2 separate regions of the Mustela erminea genome follow, and region 2 is linked to region 1. The links are chromatin contacts, called in public Hi-C maps. All regions are on one chromosome and are shown on one strand. The core of a region is the stretch at or near the end of the contact, and the rest is flanking DNA. Distances in the headings are between cores, read along the strand shown. Region 1 holds the start of HPDL (4-hydroxyphenylpyruvate dioxygenase-like protein). Region 2 holds the start of UROD (uroporphyrinogen decarboxylase).

The links. A called contact is a pair of places that touch in the nucleus more often than the background predicts.
Region 2: a contact with region 1 is called in a Hi-C map of spleen, with 4 times the contacts expected there. The contact joins the promoter of UROD here to the promoter of HPDL in region 1. A contact is called at or near these places in 2 of 3 Hi-C or Micro-C datasets (fibroblasts and spleen).

The regions. Positions count from the first base shown.
Region 1 is chr10:74,456,141-74,460,822 of mMusErm1.Pri, reverse strand. HPDL (4-hydroxyphenylpyruvate dioxygenase-like protein) reads left to right here and starts at 2,802. Exons shown (of 1, transcript XM_032361157.1): 1 at 2,802-4,377. The coding sequence starts at 2,984. The coding sequence ends at 4,099. MUTYH (adenine DNA glycosylase) reads right to left here. Exons shown (of 17, transcript XR_004289824.1): 16 at 4,664-4,682.
Region 2 is chr10:74,753,647-74,758,559 of mMusErm1.Pri, reverse strand. It overlaps UROD (uroporphyrinogen decarboxylase), which reads left to right and starts at 2,214. Exons shown (of 9, transcript XM_032361609.1): 1 at 2,214-2,674; 2 at 3,287-3,399; 3 at 3,676-3,738; 4 at 3,952-4,149; 5 at 4,276-4,437; 6 at 4,809-4,913. The coding sequence starts at 3,313. It overlaps HECTD3 (E3 ubiquitin-protein ligase HECTD3), which reads right to left and starts at 373. Exons shown (of 21, transcript XM_032361605.1): 1 at 1-373. The coding sequence starts at 262.

The DNA.
Region 1 (4,682 bases), core at 1,553-4,052:
CACACATGCATACACACACACAAGTCACCTTCTCTGTGAGGTCTTCCAGGCCACCCTTTGTAAAATGTCAAGCACTCCACAGACTCGGAGAGAAACGAAATCGGATGGAGGAGGGGCAGGGGCAGGGGCAGGGGCAGATGCCGGTGACCCGAGAGAAAGGAAAGAACCACCCGAGCCGCCTCCGCGAGAAGTGGGGAGCAAAGGGGCTGGGAGGAGCGGGTTAAGCTGAGGGCAAGGGTGACACCTAGAGGTTATGTTAAAGAGCAGCAGCTGACAATCGCCCACCTGGCCCTGGAGGGAAGGAGAGTGACGGGATGGGACCTGAGAGGCGCGAGTTCCGGAAAAGGACTTTCAGTTCAGGCTGGTAGAGGGGAGACGGGACGGGGTGAGGTCAGGCTTTGAGGGGAGAAGCGTGCACCTCCGCCAGCCCCCGGGCTGGAGCTGAGAGCTGCGGAAGGGACTTGGTTCTACAGGTTCAGGACGTGTATAGCACCTCCACAGCCGGCTCCCCACCCCTGCACCGCCGCTGACCTGGCCGCTGTGGAAGGCGGATGTGGCACGAGGCCTCCTGCAGCGCCATCGCCTCACCCCTCGGACCTACGTGCCCTCCAGCGCCCACCCTTAGCATCCATAGACCCAGCAGGAAGGCAGTCGCGGACAGGCACGGAGGACGCCATCACGCGGAAGTTGCCCCAGGGTCCTGACCGGGAGGAGATGGCGGTCTTACATTGGTCACAGCCCAGATGCCAGCAGGGCTGCAGGAATGGGAGTCTGGCTTGGCGAGGCGGGGGAGAGAACCAACATCAATGACCACCTCTACCCTTTCTGCCCCCTCGCCCCCCAAAATGACCTCTGGGTCAAGGTCAAGCACAGTGCTGTTGCAGGGCAATATGCCCTAACTAAGATCTCCCTTTCTTTAAGTCAGACCCTTCTTGGCCTTTAGAAATCTACCCTCTTCCTCAGGACCAGGTGGGAAGTGATGGGTTTAGGGGACCCGTTTCTGTGCCCTCTGTCGGTACATAGGGCCCTTGAGTGGAAACCCCTCTGGCTGGACCAAAGGCCTGGAGGCACTAGAGCTGCTCACCTGGGGCCTTGATCATGATAGCGTGGACAGAAGATAACCTATTCTGCCCCAACCCTCACAGAGCGCTATCCCCAGAGGCCCTAACCTCAGAATCCACACCAAAGCCAGGGCCTTCCTAGAGCCTTCCCAGTGCTCAAACCTGGGGGGGGGGGGCGGTCCAAATGTGGTTGTTATTCTGAGTCCTACTGCAGCCCCTCTCCTTGTGACATACAAACCCACTTTGTATGTCCTGATCCCACATAGCTGGGCTTCAGCGCATAGGCTAAATCCTGGACCCCTTGCCAGGCTGCAGAATATACTATCTTATTTAATCACAACAACCCTATGAAGTAGGTACTATTATTATTCCCATTTTTACAGAGGAGAAAATCAAGTCTCAGAGAAGATAAGCAACTTGCTCCAAGTCATACAGCTACTAAATATTGGAGGTAGTTTTCAAACCCGGGTCTATCCAGCTTTTGGAACCCATGTTCTCCAATTTATTAGTCTGCAGAGTAGCACCAAGTGTATTTTACCATTGCTGATCAGCTTCTTGGTACTGCCTACCTGACTGCAAGACTAAACACGCAGCCAGACCTCTTTTTCTCAGCCCTGTGCCTCCATCACAACCTTCTTCCTCTTGCCAATGAACTTGACAATGACGTAATACTGAATGGTATCATATCTGCTCCCTGACAAAGGAATCTCCTTTGCAATGCCTGGAACCATAGCATCTATCCCAAATGTCTCCCCAGTCTTATGCTCTTGCTCCTCTGAGGGTTTGGCTCGCATTCCTGACCTTTTTGCTTATGCCATTTACCCCTGAAGTGCCCTTCCCAAACCCTCCAAGAGCCACCCGCTGAAGTCTCAGAAGACTCCTATTATCTACTCAATTCTACTCAATCCAGTGATCTCACACAATTCTGGGTCTCAAGCCCAGAAAAGCCTATAGAAAGCTTCTCTGGCCCAATACCCAGTCAGGAAGCTACAAGAAGGGCTTGAGTTCTAGTCCTTTAGGGTCAGGAGGGAGAGAAAGGACACTAATGCAGCTGTTTCTTTCAGGTCCTGTGCCACCAGTTTTTTTCTCCAAATCTTGCTTGGGTCAGGGTCAAAAGATTGTTGAGAGAGAAGTGGGGTTGAAGAAAGAGGCGCAGTTGAGAGACTAACAGAGAGAAAGAGATTTGAGGAGCCATACAAATGACCTAGCTTCCTATAACATCAGTTTCTCTGGACCAATTTGGGGAGGGAAAGAAAATCTGTAAAAAAATATTTTGATATTTTTAAAGTTTTAAAGGAACATTACGCGTCAAAGGCAAAATTCTCTAGAATTTTTAAGCTAAAACTTGACACTGGTAAATTCCTTGCTTGGGGCAGGGGCGGGGGTAAGCGGTTAGGAATTCTGGCTCCTCCCCCAGCTAGGATTGGTTTCCTTTGCTCTTAAGTTTAGGGGAGGAGAGAAAGCCCGGCCGCTGGCACCAAGTGAAGGCAGCTATTGTGGTCTCCGGGGCTGTGGGAGAAGGGAGGCTCGGTGCCCGAGGGCATGGCCCATAAACAGGCTCTGGGAAAGGGCAGTCCTGCGTCCCCGCTGTACCCTTGGCGACACGGTCTGCGTGGGAGGAGGAGAGTGTGAGCCGCGGTCCCTGGCGCCGCCCCATCCCTCCGGCTGCACCCCAGCTCTGGCTCCACGTGGTTTTCACCACTGGCCCCGCAGACCGCGTGGTCCCAACGCTGCCCCGCGAGCCCCAAAGGGGTGAGTCTGTGACTTCCTCAGAAAAGAGCGAGGAATGCGCTCTGAAGGCAAAACTGGACTCCACTAGCTTCTGACGACAAACCTGGGACGGAGAGTCCGGGAGTCTTGAAAAGCCAGGTGAGCGGCCTTACTAGGGGGAAGGACAAGCCAGGGTCATCACCCGGACCGCCATGGCCGTGCACGCCCGTCGTCTGTGCCACATTGCCTTCCACGTGCCCGCGGGGCAGCCCCTGACCCAGGATCTGCAGCGTCTCTTCGGTTTCCAGCCCCTGGCCGTGCGGGAGGCAGAAGGCTGGCGGCAGTTGGCCCTGCGCAGCGGCGACGCGGTCTTTTTGGTGAACGAGGGCGCAGGGCTGGGGGAGCCGCTGTACGGCCTGGACCCACGTCATGCTGTGCCCAGTGCCACCAACCTGTGTTTCGACGTGGCGGACGCGGGCGCCGCCGCCCGGGCGTTGGTCGCGCAGGGCTGCAGCGTGCCGGTGCCCCCGGTTAGCGTGAGGGATACGCAGGGCACAGCCACCTACGCTGTGGTCCGCTCGCCTGCCGGCAACCTCAGCCTGACACTCCTGGAGCGTGCGGGCGTCCGAGGGCCTTTCCTCCCAGGATTCCAGCCCGTATCCTCTGCAGCCAGCCCGGGCTGGGTCAGCCACGTGGACCACCTGACCCTGGCCTGCATCCCTGGCAGCTCCCCCACACTGATGCGCTGGTTCCACGACTGCCTAGATTTTCGCCACCTGCCACTGAGTCCAGGTGAGGACCCCAAGACAGGCCTCGAGGTGACAGCAGGAGCTGGGAGAGGGGGACTGAAGCTCACGGCCCTGCAGACCCCACCAGGCAGTGCTGTCCCCACTCTCGTGCTGGCTGAGACCCTACCAGGGGCTTCTAGTGGACAGGACCAGGTGGAGCAGTTCCTGACCCGGCACAGGGGACCAGGACTGCAGCACGTGGGGCTCTACACGCCGAACATTGTAGAAGCCACTGAGCGGGTAGCAGCAGCTGGGGGCCAGCTGCTGGCTCCTCCTGAGGCATACTACCAGCAGCCAGGCAAGGAAAGGCAGATCCTAGCTGCTGGGCATGAGCCTAGCCTGCTGGCCCGACAGGGGATCCTGCTGGATGGCGATGAAGGCAAGTTTCTGCTTCAGGTCTTCACCAAGTCTCTCTTTCCAGAGGACACCTTCTTCCTGGAGCTGATTCAGAGGCAGGGGGCCACAGGCTTTGGCCAGGGCAACATCCGGGCCCTATGGCAGTCGGTGCAGGAGCAAGCCACCAGGGAATGGGAAACCTGAGGAAGGTTGCGGCTGGTTTCAGCCTCCTATACTGGAGCACAGGGCCAGCTGAACTGAGAAACACCTGCAGAGGCTTGGGGTGAAGGGCTTTGTCTCCAGGGGCCAGGTACAGCCACCATGTCTTCGGTACCTACCAGAACTTGAAGCTCTCACTGGGGTCCAAAGAGGTGGGATTTTTTTTTTTTTAAAACCATGAAATGTTCTTACGTAGTCTATAACTAACATAAAGAATGATAAAGGAATTATAGTAGGAAATAGAACTTACCGATATTTTTGAACCATCTTTGTGACCTTCTCTGATCCCATTTCTCTCCACCATAGCCCCCAATTTTATGATTATTAACCCTTGATTCGCTGTATTGTTTCACTACATATGAAACAATACAGAAATAAATTTAGTGTTTAAGGTAGGAATTTAAGACAGAACAAATCCTCCCGGTTCCCTTCTCCCTAGGGAGCAGCCTCTGTGGGTGGGGAGGCCTTGGGCAGGGGGCCCACTGCAGCTGCTTTCTTCCTCTCTCCTGGGGGCTGGGGGAGGACGATCACTCGGGACAGAACACTCACCTCCATTTGCCCCGGGCTG
Region 2 (4,913 bases), core at 965-3,464, 300 kb before region 1:
GCCCGGAGCCGGTACCAGGGGCGGAGCCCGCCGTTCCCACACGCAGCCCCAGGCCCTCCGCCTCCCACACGGGCAGCAACACGCGCGACGGACCCGCTGGGTCCTTGTAAAGCTTGTAGAGCACCTCGCGTGGCACGAACGCCAGCGCCGCCGGCAGCGGCCGTCCAGCGCGGAGGCTCTGCGCTGCCTCTGCCAGGAAGCGCACGCGGCCCAGCAACTGCCGCGGGGACTCTAGAGCCGCGCCCGGTCCTGGGCCTGCCATGGTGAAGTGGCAAAGGAGAGCCCAGGAGCGGCGGTTCGGCTCCCAGAGCCGCAGCCGCGAAGGCTGACCAAGCTTCCCACCACGCTCGGCCCCGCCTTCGGCCAGCCTTCGCCGTAAGTTCTGGACTAAGGGCACCCAGAGCGCCTGCCGTATTAACCTGTGTACTCAGATACTTAAACTTACTACAAACCAATGTGCCTCGTGCTGGGCCAACCAGACCCAAGTTCAGTTGTCTTTACCTGATCCATCTCTCCCTGTCTGTCCTCTTTGCTTCCACCATTTTATGCCCTCATTGAACCGCTATCCTATCTAGGCTGGATCATTGGAACAGACATTTTTCTGGTTCTCTGGCCCGTTTTTGCATTCCCACTCTGATGAGTCACACACAACCAGAAGACTCTAAAAATCTAACAGACATCCTCTTAGCTCCTCATCCTAGGGGCAGTATTGCTAAAATATTTGGGAGAATAATCCCCTCCTTAGCCCTGCCACTGATAGGAGCCTTGAGTTGTTCAGCGCTCATCCTGGTTGTTACTCCTAATCCTAGGACACTTGTGATCATTATCCAGTTTCTCCCAGTAATTCTGAACCAGATGAGAGGAAAGGTCCAATGCGGGAAGATAGGTCCAAGGTGGGTAGATAGGATGGAGGCAAAAAAAAAAAAAAAAAGTACAGGAGCTGTTGGTGAAGTATAAGGAAACTTTGTCTCCCACCCTCCCTGGCAAACAGTTTTTTAAAAAGTTTTTTTTGAGATATAATTCATATTCCATATAAGTCACCCATTTAAAATGTATGATGGTTTTTTATATATTTTTAAAAACTGTAGTAAAATAAGTGTAAATTTGCTGAGTTAACCACTTTAAGAGTACAATTACCTATTTCCAAAACTTTTTCATCATTCCAAACAGCAGGGCTTTCTCTTTAAGCAATAACTCCTCATGGCCTACTCGATAAACTCTAATCTACTTTCTGTCTCTATGAATTAGCCTATTCTAGATATTTCATAAATGGAACCATATAATATTTTCCTTTTGGGTCTGTCTTATTTCACTTAGAATAATATTGCAACAATATCATAGCATGAATAGAACTTAAATTTCTTTTTATGGGTCGACTAATACTGTGTTTTATGTATACACTACATATCGTTTATCCATTCATCCGTTGATGGACATTTGGATGGAAACTTTGTTTTGATTTAGTTTTCAAATAATCAAAGTTATCAAGAAAGAAATAATTTTTGATCCCGTGTAATTCTGACGATTTTCCTTTTATTTTCTCCTTAGAAAGCTGGGAACATAGTGCCCCTCTTCCCTTCTCTCCAAGCTGTTTGTATGCTACGGTGCTACTACAGAATAAAGTGGATAAGTGAATCTCATAAGGGCATGCATGACCTGGACTCTGAAGACACCTCTAGCCTCTTTAATTCCAGCAGATGGGTCTTCTGGTTCCCACAATAGCCATTTGTTCTTTTGCCTCTTCTCTTTGCACCTGCTGTTCCCTCTATTTGGAACACCCCTACTGCTTTCCCTAGTTACAGGAAGAGCCCTTGCTAGCTACTTCTGGTTTTTTCCTCTTGAAACATTTACTATTATGATCGCTGATCCACCAGTCTGTAGCTCCTTAAAGGAAAGGGCTGTCTTGGTGACCACTGTTAACTTCTGCATCTACTATATATAGTGCCCGCCTCTTAGTAGGTAATATAAATATATATTTTAAAAAGACTTATTCTAAGAGTGAGAGAGAGATACCGCACTGTGCCTGCGCACACTTGAGTTCCGGGTAGCGGCAGAGGGAGAGAATCCCAAGCCGACTCCCAGAGGAGTGTGGGGTCCCACTGAGGACTCAGTCTCAGGACCCATGACATCATGACCTGAGCCGAAATCACAAGCCGCACACTTAACCAACTGAGCCACCCAGGTGCCCCGGTAACGTAAATATTTAATTATTTCATTTCCCTGTAGAGCTTGGTTCTTTAATCCACTGTGTGCCTGCCTGGTCGCCAGGCCTAAGATTGTTAGAATCATGGAGCATGGGAGTAAAAGTGAGTCTCGGCTGAAACTCTCGGATTTCCAGGCCATCAGAGGAGAGGAGATTCCTGATGCCACGGTAAGGGGTAGTTATTTGCGGAGTTCTTGGCGGTGGGGAGGGTAGGAGAAGCGTGGGGGCGTTTGTTGCTGCGACGCTACAGCGGATTTTACGGTGGAGAAAGGTTGTCGGGGGTCCTACCGGCAGCACCCAGGGCAGCCCCGGAGCTAATGCCAGTGTCTGATCATGTGACTTTCAACATGGCGCCGACCCTGGCTCCCTCCAGGAAGGGGTGGAGCTTGATCTCACAGACTCTGGTTGACGTTACGGTGGAGACTCTGCTCGCAGTTAGCCACGGCTTATCATGGAGGCGAACGGGTCGGGGTGAGTTCTCTGCACCACTTGGTATGGCCGGCGTGGTTTCTGACCTGACTCTTCCAACTCAGGAATCTGTCCCTATACCCCTCTTTCCCGACCTTGGAGAGTTCCCAACCCGATTCCTGTCTCTGGAATCCCTAATCCTCTATACATGGATTCCTGAGACTCGTTTAGGGGATGCCTCCAGGATTTTCTAATCCTCAGTTAGGATCCGTATTTTGGGACCGTCTTCTCTGATTTCTCAGTGTACCCTAGCCTGGGATCTACCAGCTTCCGAACCAGCCAACTGGTAGCCCTGTTCCTGAGATTTTCTGGCCCAAAGACCCTGATCAGTTCCTACTGGGCTTTCATTACGCCCTTCCCCCAGTTTCTCCAGTGGCTTTGAACTTGGGGGAGTTGGGGCTGTGTGGAAGATAGAGGCCCCAGCGCGGGCCCTTCTAGTCTTGTGCACCATCTGATAGGCAAAGAAGAAATGGAATGGGCGGGGAGCCACAGCTTAGGAACTGGCTGGAGAAGGCAGATAGTGGTGTCAGAATGAATCCGCCTTAAGAACCCGGGCCTTTCCCAACTCTTGTCCAAGCTTACTGACACCTACCCCTTCCCCCTCCTGATCTCCAGATCCCAGGGTTTTCCAGAGCTGAAGAATGACACGTTCCTGCGAGCAGCCTGGGGAGAAGACACAGACTATACTCCCGTTTGGTGCATGCGGCAGGCAGGCCGCTATTTACCAGGTGAGGGTCGGGCCCAGGAATCCAAGTGAAACTCTGGAGAGTGAAAAGATTTTTGAGGGGCAGGGGAGGGATCCAGAGGTTCCTCAGAGTTCGGCCCAGCTTTCCCTCTTCTGTCTGCAGAGTTTAGGGAAACTCGGGCTGCCCAGGACTTTTTCAGCACCTGTCGCTCCCCAGAGGCCTGCTGTGAACTGACTTTGCAGGTGAGGCCTCTATGAAAAAGGGAGGTATTTATGCCCTCAGTTTGCCTTCTAGTAACCTGTCTTCTATTCCCTACAGCCACTGCGTCGCTTCCCTCTGGATGCTGCCATCATCTTCTCTGACATCCTTGTTGTACCCCAGGTACCCATTCAAACCTGATGGGTAAGAAAGAGTAAAGGTAGCCAAGGCTCAAGATAAGCACTTATCTACACTGGACAGATGGAAAAACTGGGCTGAAAGAGATGGAGTTTGACCAAGTTTCATTTTCCTTTTCTTCCTTCTTGACATGGGCTGAACAGAGCCTTTTCTCCTAGAGTTATAGGTAGGAAATCCAGGTATTTTCTTCCTTGCCAGGCACTGGGCATGGAGGTGACTATGGTACCTGGCAAAGGGCCCAGCTTCCCAGAGCCATTAAGAGAAGAACGGGACTTAGAACGTCTCCGGGATCCAGCAACAGTGACCTCTGAACTGAGCTATGTGTTCCAGGCCATCACCCTTACCCGACAACAGCTGGCTGGGCGTGTGCCGCTGATTGGCTTTGCTGGTGCCCCGGTAATGTGGAACAAGGCAGGGACTTGGGCATGGGGAGATCATTCTGGTGGGTCTGGTGTAGACAAGGGAAGTAGGTATCAGTCTGGCTTCTACACCTATGACATTCTCTTTGTATCCTTTTTGCAGTGGACTCTGATGACATACATGATTGAGGGTGGCGGCTCAAGCACCATGGCTCAGGCCAAGCGTTGGCTTTACCAGAAACCACAGGCTAGTCACCAGCTGCTTCGCATCCTCACTGATGCTCTGGTCCCATATCTTGTGGGACAAGTGGCTGCTGGTGCCCAGGTGGGTCCTGAGGGAAAGGAATAGACTTGGGGTCTAGAAGAATGAGAAGCAGTATGGTTCCCTACACCTGAGAGGGTAGGTGTCATAATGCCCAGCAGGAAAGAAGCTTGGCCTACGATGATCTGACTGGAGCACCTAGGTCCAAACTTGTCATTGACACTGGCAGTGCTAATATGCATTCAAAGACCAAAGCTCGCACTGGTATGTGGAGAAAGCAGAACTTTTTGAATGGAACTGGATTTATAGGCTTAGGCAGTATGAGGGTCTGAAGTTACTCGGGAGAAATTGAGACACGTGGTGTGTGTGGGGTGTGAGATACTTTGTGTGTTATGTATTTGTCTTTACCATCCCCTCCTCCCCTCGAACTGTAGGCATTGCAGCTCTTTGAGTCCCATGCAGGGCATCTTGGCCCACAGCTCTTCAGTAAGTTTGCACTGCCCTACATCCGTGATGTGGCCAAGCAGGTGAAGGCCAGG